Linked DNA regions of Ovis aries: region 2 is linked to region 1. A link is a contact called in public Hi-C data. All regions are on one chromosome and are shown on one strand. The core of a region is the stretch at or near the end of the contact, and the rest is flanking DNA. Distances in the headings are between cores, read along the strand shown. Region 1 has its middle 25 kb from the start of PRPF4B. Region 2 overlaps SLC22A23 (solute carrier family 22 member 23).

The links. A called contact is a pair of places that touch in the nucleus more often than the background predicts.
Region 2: a contact with region 1 is called in a Hi-C map of retroperitoneal adipose tissue, with 5 times the contacts expected there. The contact joins two enhancer-like sites. A contact is called at or near these places in 6 of 16 Hi-C or Micro-C datasets (hypothalamus, mixed tissues, omental adipose tissue and 2 more).

Annotation. Positions count from the first base shown.
Region 1 is chr20:49,251,849-49,255,028 of ARS-UI_Ramb_v3.0, forward strand. No RefSeq gene overlaps it. Among named protein-coding and RNA genes, the nearest start is that of PRPF4B, 25 kb to the left of the region's middle. Within about 2 kb of position 1,598, at least 11 of the 54 cell types and tissues checked have an H3K27ac peak or open chromatin away from gene starts, as enhancers often do.
Region 2 is chr20:49,577,247-49,580,426 of ARS-UI_Ramb_v3.0, forward strand. It overlaps SLC22A23 (solute carrier family 22 member 23), which reads left to right. Exons shown (of 12, transcript XR_009597686.1): 11 at 1-1,588; 12 at 2,547-3,046. Among named protein-coding and RNA genes, the nearest start is that of PSMG4, 7.1 kb to the right of the region's middle. Within about 2 kb of position 1,600, at least 1 of the 54 cell types and tissues checked has an H3K27ac peak or open chromatin away from gene starts, as enhancers often do.

The sequences.
Region 1 (3,180 bases), core at 348-2,847:
ATTCTGTTTCAAGTCACATCGAAGGAAGTGTTCATTTTACTGACTGTCACAGGGCATCTTTCCACATAAAATGAACCGATTTATAGTCATTGCTCACAGCTGTTTCTTTCTTTCTTTTTTTTTGAAGGAAAGTCCATTTTCCTTAGTTGATTGCAAAGAACAGTGATTAATTCAGCTCACCAGCCTGCTGCAGCAAAATGCTCAACAGGGCCTCATTGTGCGAAGCCCACTGGTCCCTTAAGCATACATTTCTGAGTTTGCCAGGATTTCCTGCGCCCGGCCTGGAGTTCCAGAGGTCACTTAATCCACCCTTCTCCTGTCTCCTTCCCTATTTTTAAAGACCTCTCAGTGAAAATAGAGCCTGTTTTTCCCTGGCACTGGGCCATGGGGAGAGGGGAATTTGGCGGCATCTGTGTTTCAGGATTCTGTGGACAGGAGAGGGGGCACCTTCCTCCCCAGGTGACTCGCCAGCACCTGGGAGGGCAGTCTGACGCTGCAGTCGCTGGAGATGTTTAAGGGGCAAAGGCAGGCCTGGCTCCTCCCTGCCTGCGTCCAGAGAGGGAGGAGGTTTGCGGTGATGAAACCCAGAGGAGGCCCCAGGGCAGCAGGCAAACACGCTGTGCTCCTTCTGCCCCGGCTCCTCTGCGAGGGACACCCCTTGCTGGACCCAGGAGAGGGCAGACCCAGGGGCGTGCGGAGGAGGGCAGGGAGAGAGCTGCCCGGGAGGCGCGGGCCTTCCCCACAGCTGACCGCGAGGCGGGGGCCAGCTGGTAGGGCCGAGCCTCGGTGGTTGGCCGACCCGGAGGCGCCTTCTCTCTAGCAGCTGCGGCCCAGCTCGCTGGACAAGACCTTGCAGACGTGGTCGACGGCTACCCGGACTTTCCTCTTCGCTCTGCAGCGTGACCTTGGACCAAAGCGTCTGTGCTTGTCTGCAGAGCAGTCACCGCGCCGCCGGCCGTGCACTTGGGCCCTAGGCAGGCCCCGCCCTGACAGCTCCTGCCCTCTAGCACCTGCAGTCTAGCCGGGGAGGAAAAGTGGGCCCAGGTGACCGGTCCCGGCCTCCGGGCCGGACAGGCCGCAGGAAGCAACGCCCTTCCTGTCCTTCACTGCCTCGCTCCTTCTCCTGACCCGAGCTGTGCTTACTCTGTCACGCTCTTACGTGTGTCTTAAAGCTCATATATCTGCATGGTTTCCTTTTTTTATAAGTTAACTAAGATCTCACCTCTTCCTCTCCCCCATTCTCTGGCCCATCCTTCAGCAGTTCTGAATCCCTGCAGCGTCCGATCCTGCTAGCTAGTTCTTATTCACGAACCCCTTGCTCGGGGCGGGAAAGTGCACTGCAGTCATTTTTTTCTCTTCATTGTGAGGACAAGTTGCACCGGCCGTGTTTCCTAGCTCGGTAATATATTTTGGTCTTAGAGTTTCTCCGGAACTCTCCCATATATATTTTTTCATATATTTAAAAGTCCTGGACTTCTCTGAAGGAGGCATTCTTTGGACCCCTAATTTGCAGACGTGGAAGCAATGGCTCAGGAGACTCTGCAGTGAGTCTGTGGCGGGGCCAGGCTGGGAGCCAGGGCCTCTGACTCTGCATTTCCTGCTCACGTGTCATCAACACACTGGGAAGGAAGGAGGAGCCTGCTGTCCTGTGGAAACATGTAAAACTCATGTGGGCTAAACGGAGGTATTCCAAACAGCTGTCACCTCTGCAAAAGTGCCAGTCGCCCGAGGTGGTGGGAGGATGCGATCTGAGCCAGGCAGCTGGACTTTAGGAAGTCGAGTCTGTATCTGCCTGACACCAGGACACAGCAGAAGGTCGGGTTTCCAGGACAGTTGGCAAGAATGTCTCTGTTTCTCTGTGTTTCCCAGAGAAGCACACTGCTGCAAAGGCAGAAATCGTTGGGTTTTTCTCCAGCTGCTTAGCTATTAAGAAGCAAGAAGCGCTGTTTTCCTTCAGGGCACTCCTCAGAGAAAACAGTGGGGCCCTTCCTGGACACAGATAAGAACACTGGGCAAGTGTACTTGCCCGACGCCATGGTCTCTCTTCCGCTGGTCCATCTGGGGCATCGCTGCCCGGAGAGGCCACAGGCTCCAAACCAGAGACGGCCTCGCAGGCGCAGAGGCTGTGGTTCGAGCCAGGAGCATGTGACAGGCTGAGCGGGGCCAGAGGGGGTGCCCTCTGGCCACGTGCGGAGCAAGGCGTCCCTTCCCTGTGACTGTTCCATGTGACGTGTGCTAGGAATCAGCAATCTCACACAGCTCGCCTTCGCTTTGTAACAATACTGAAAAGACAAAGTCTGATGTGTCTGGAAGCAGTTTTCGAAGCCTACAGGATGTGGCAGGTGTCAGAGACTGGCTGCCGGGTTATTATTTACAGGACTGTTCACTGGATAAGTAGCCCATGAGGCTCAGGCCCAGGCCCGATGCTGCACATAGAATCCCCTCCCGTGGTTGGAATTGAAACTAGAATCATTTGCTTGATGGGCTTTCTCTTTCCCTGGAAACAGGAAATAGAGTCTCAGCTTTCTCCCCAAGCCTCAGGCCACAGGTGCAGGAAACACCAGAAAACAAAGATACACGCGTGAACCTGAGGACTGCAGACACATCTCGGCTTTCAGCCTCGCGGGGTCCCTGGGTCCCCATGCCTTCCCCTCGGCTGGTCCCAGCATGACTCTCCACATCTCGGGGTCGCTTCCCATCTGCACACAGGCCACATTGTGAGTGGGAGAAAGAGTTCACAGGAGCGGATGTAGACTTCCGTGGGGCCAGATGGGCGCTGTGTTTGCAACACGCCTGTACCATCACAAACCAGCCCAGAGAGGCGGGGACCTAGGTGGGTCGGATCGATTCTGCAGCCATGCTGTCAGCTTGCAAAGCTTCAGCCCGCTCCCCTGACAGCCTGGAATGTCTGCCTTGCGCCTGCAGGGAGCACAGGGTCCCAGTGAGTTCGCAGCACAGCTGCATCACCCCCTTCCTTAGGGTGGTCGGCAGCCTGAAAGGCTTTCCTGAGCCGTGTGTCCAGGGCAGGACCCCGCTGACTGCTGAGCCTGCCAGCCAGAGGTTCGTGGCACAGGGAAGGGTGGATGCCCCTTGGGCACCCACGGCAGCTGGCACCCTCACCAGCCCTTGCCTAGGGGAGCCCGGAGGCAAGGGGGAAAGCTACCAGTTGCCTCTGGAAAT
Region 2 (3,180 bases), core at 350-2,849, 330 kb after region 1:
CGGGCTGGGGCTGGTGCTGGCCAGCGCGGGCTTCGGCATGCTGACGGCGCCCATCATCGAGCTGCACAACCAGAAGGGCTACTTCCTGCACCACGTCATCTTCGCCTGCTGCACGCTCATCTGTATCATCTGCCTCCTGCTGCTGCCCGAGAGCCGGGGCCAGAGTCTGCCCGAGAGCATCCCCGACGGCGAGCACTACACGCGCCAGCCTCTCCTGCCGCCCCGGCGCGGCGAGCAGCCGCTGCTGCCCACCCACGCCGAGCTCAAGGACTACTCGGGGTTGCACGACGCGGCTGCCGCAGGCGACGGGCTGCCTGACGGCGCCACGGCCAATGGCGGGCGGCCCATGTAGCTGGGCGCGGCCGTGGGAGACCCCGCTCCGCGGAGGCTGGGGACCCGAGGGTGGGGGTGGGAGACACTGCAAAACTCTCGAGGAGCGCCCGCGTCTGAGGGAGCAGACCTAGCAGACGACCCTTCAGAGACTTTCTTTTCTGCCATGAAATGTTTGTATTTATTTTGGTCATTTTTACAAGAAGCACTTTATTCCCTTCCCTTCACTGATCTCAAAACGGAGCCCCCTCCTCGGGAAGGACGCGCGCGCGCAGGGACCGCGCAGCCCGGCTCCCGGGGGGTGCCCCTGCCCCCGAGCATTCCCACGGCTGCACTTTCCTCAGACTGAGATGTGAATGGTTAGGGTTTTGCTAAAGTCTCTGTGATGGTTTGTAAAGGTCTTTTCTGTAAGGGAAGAACTTCCGCTCTGTGTTAAGGAAAAGCAGCTCACAATCTCATTAAAACCAGCTTCGTCTCTACTTGGAGATCATCCTTTTATACTTGACCCGGAAGCTCTTCCAGGGGAAAAGCATCACCATTTCACCGGAAGTCGTAAATGATGAGTGGTGACATCGCCAAGGTCTTCCAGCGTAGGTCTGCCGGCTCCGCTCCCCAGCAGCCAGCGCCTCGCCTCCCGAGTCAGTGCTGGGCCCTCCTCCCGGTGCAGCTCCGCAGGAGAGGCCCCCGCGCCGCGCCGCCTCGCAGTCAGCGTTTCTGCAGCACGACTTGAATACCGGCTCCTTCCTGAACTAACACCGCACGGAAATCACCAGCCTGGAGGCCCCGGGGAGCCTGCGGGGGACCAGCCGTGCCCTCTGCTTCCCCTGGCCAGGAGCGAGCCTCGGGCGGGGCCTGACCGCAGCCTCGGAGGACATCGAGGCCGACCGAGAGAAGCAATAACCCACCGGAGCTCGCCCCGGCCCCGGCCCCGGCCCACTGTGCTAGGGCGCGCGTCGCGTTCCTCGCCTCGGCCTCCCGCCCGTCCAGGTTAGGCCCTCGGCTCCCGTCTGCGGCTGTTTCAGAAGCAGCGCAGGGGAGGCCAAGAAGCTACCCTCGCCAGCCAGGCGGGCACTGTCTTGCCGCAGCTCTGGCACCCGTCTGGGGACAGCCTGGGCTGCTCTGGAAGGCCCAGCCCCCAGCTCTGGGGCACGGCTTTGCCGTGGGCTGTTCTTCCAGGCAGAGTGTGGTCCCGGGTCTGCGCGAAGCCGCAAGTCAAGTTTCAGCGCGCAGTGGTGCAGCCCCCACGGCCAGGGAAGAGGTGAGCACAAGCCCCACGCTCCCCGCCTGACCCCCCGGCCTGTCTCCCCCCTGCCCCTCACTGTGCCCCTACAGGCTGGCTGACCCCGGCAGGGGCCGTGGGCTCAGGAGAACTTTGTGGGGAAGCAAGCAAACTCGCAGGCCTGCGTTCCAGCCCCTCCTGTGTCTCAGTCACTTCACTTCTGTTTCCATGGGCGGGTCACACTCACCTTCACCTCCAGGCCTGTCTGTCTGCTGCGCAAACTGGGAGGTGCCTCAGCCCTTCTCGCATGCTGGGCACAGGGCCCCCCCGGTCCAGGACAGGCCCACAGTGCAGGTCCCGGGACAGCAAGCGGGGTCCCCGGGCCCCACCCACCAGCTGTGCCTGCACCTGTGGCAGCAGCCCCAGGCCCTGCGTGGCCTCCCGCTGGCGGTGTAGACCTCTAGGGAACGCGTGAGGCCGCAGGGTGTCCCCGCACACCACTCCCAGACTGTCCGTCTTAGGTGACCGCGGTAGACGCTGGGCCTGTGGGGTCAGCACTGTCCCGTCACAGTCAGGCCCGGCTGCTGGACTGGAGAAGCTGGCTGAGCTGGGCTCCTGCAGGCGTGAGGGCGGCACTGCCCAGCAGAGGCCTGTGGCAGCACAGGCTCGGGTTTTGTGAGCAACAGCTGAGAAGCAGGGACAAAGCAGAAAAGCCTCCCGTGGGCCAAGCCCCCGAGACCCCACCCGCGTGGGCAAGGCAGCAGGGCCCGCCTGCTTGGCCAGGCTCTGGTCACGCGTGGGCCCCCGCCCATGTCCTCTGCACTCAGCAGGGAGATGCTGCTCAGGCACCTGAATGCCCGCTGCCCGGGAGACCAGCGCCACCCAGCGCCGCCTCCAGCGCCAACCTGCACACCCCCATCCCGACCCCAGGAAGCCAGGACCCCCTTCCAACAAGTCAGGCACACAAGCGACCCTTCTGCTTTCTGTTCTTTTCCAGAAACCAGTAACAACTCATCCAATATCCCGCATATTACCACCCGAAACAAAGGGTAAAAGAGTTTAAATGTCTCATTTTCTAAGAGCCTAATCACTTGCGACTAGGGGGAAGGGGCTGGTGAGCTGGTTCGACCACAGAAGAGCAAGAATGAGGCCTTGCAGCGGAAGTACTGCCCCAGGTACCACTTCCTACAGCCAAACAAGGGGGCCGAGGGGCCACAAGACTGAGGGGACCCTGGCCAGGACGCAGCCCCGGGCCGGGGGGACACAGCGCGCCGGCCTTGCTGGGGGGCCCTCTGTGCCCCACAGCCCCGACCTGGAGGCTCCTGGGCGGGACCCATGCAGCCCGTGAGTGGACAGGCCCCCTGGAGTGCCTGCTGGCAGCACAAAGCTTCGCCCGGCCCTGACCCAGCCTTCCATGCTGCCTGCATGCCGTCACGGCTGTTGTACCCCGGGGGGGATCTGTGTAAATGTACAGAAATAAAGACGTTGCCCCATTAACACACCTCCTCTGGAATGTCTTCCCTACCTCATCCGGTGGGATCCCCTACAGGGCATTTCACGACCACTGGCTACAAGGAATAAACCCTGTTGCTTCAGGTCTCACCGTGTCTCTGCCTCAGCGCCCGTGTGAC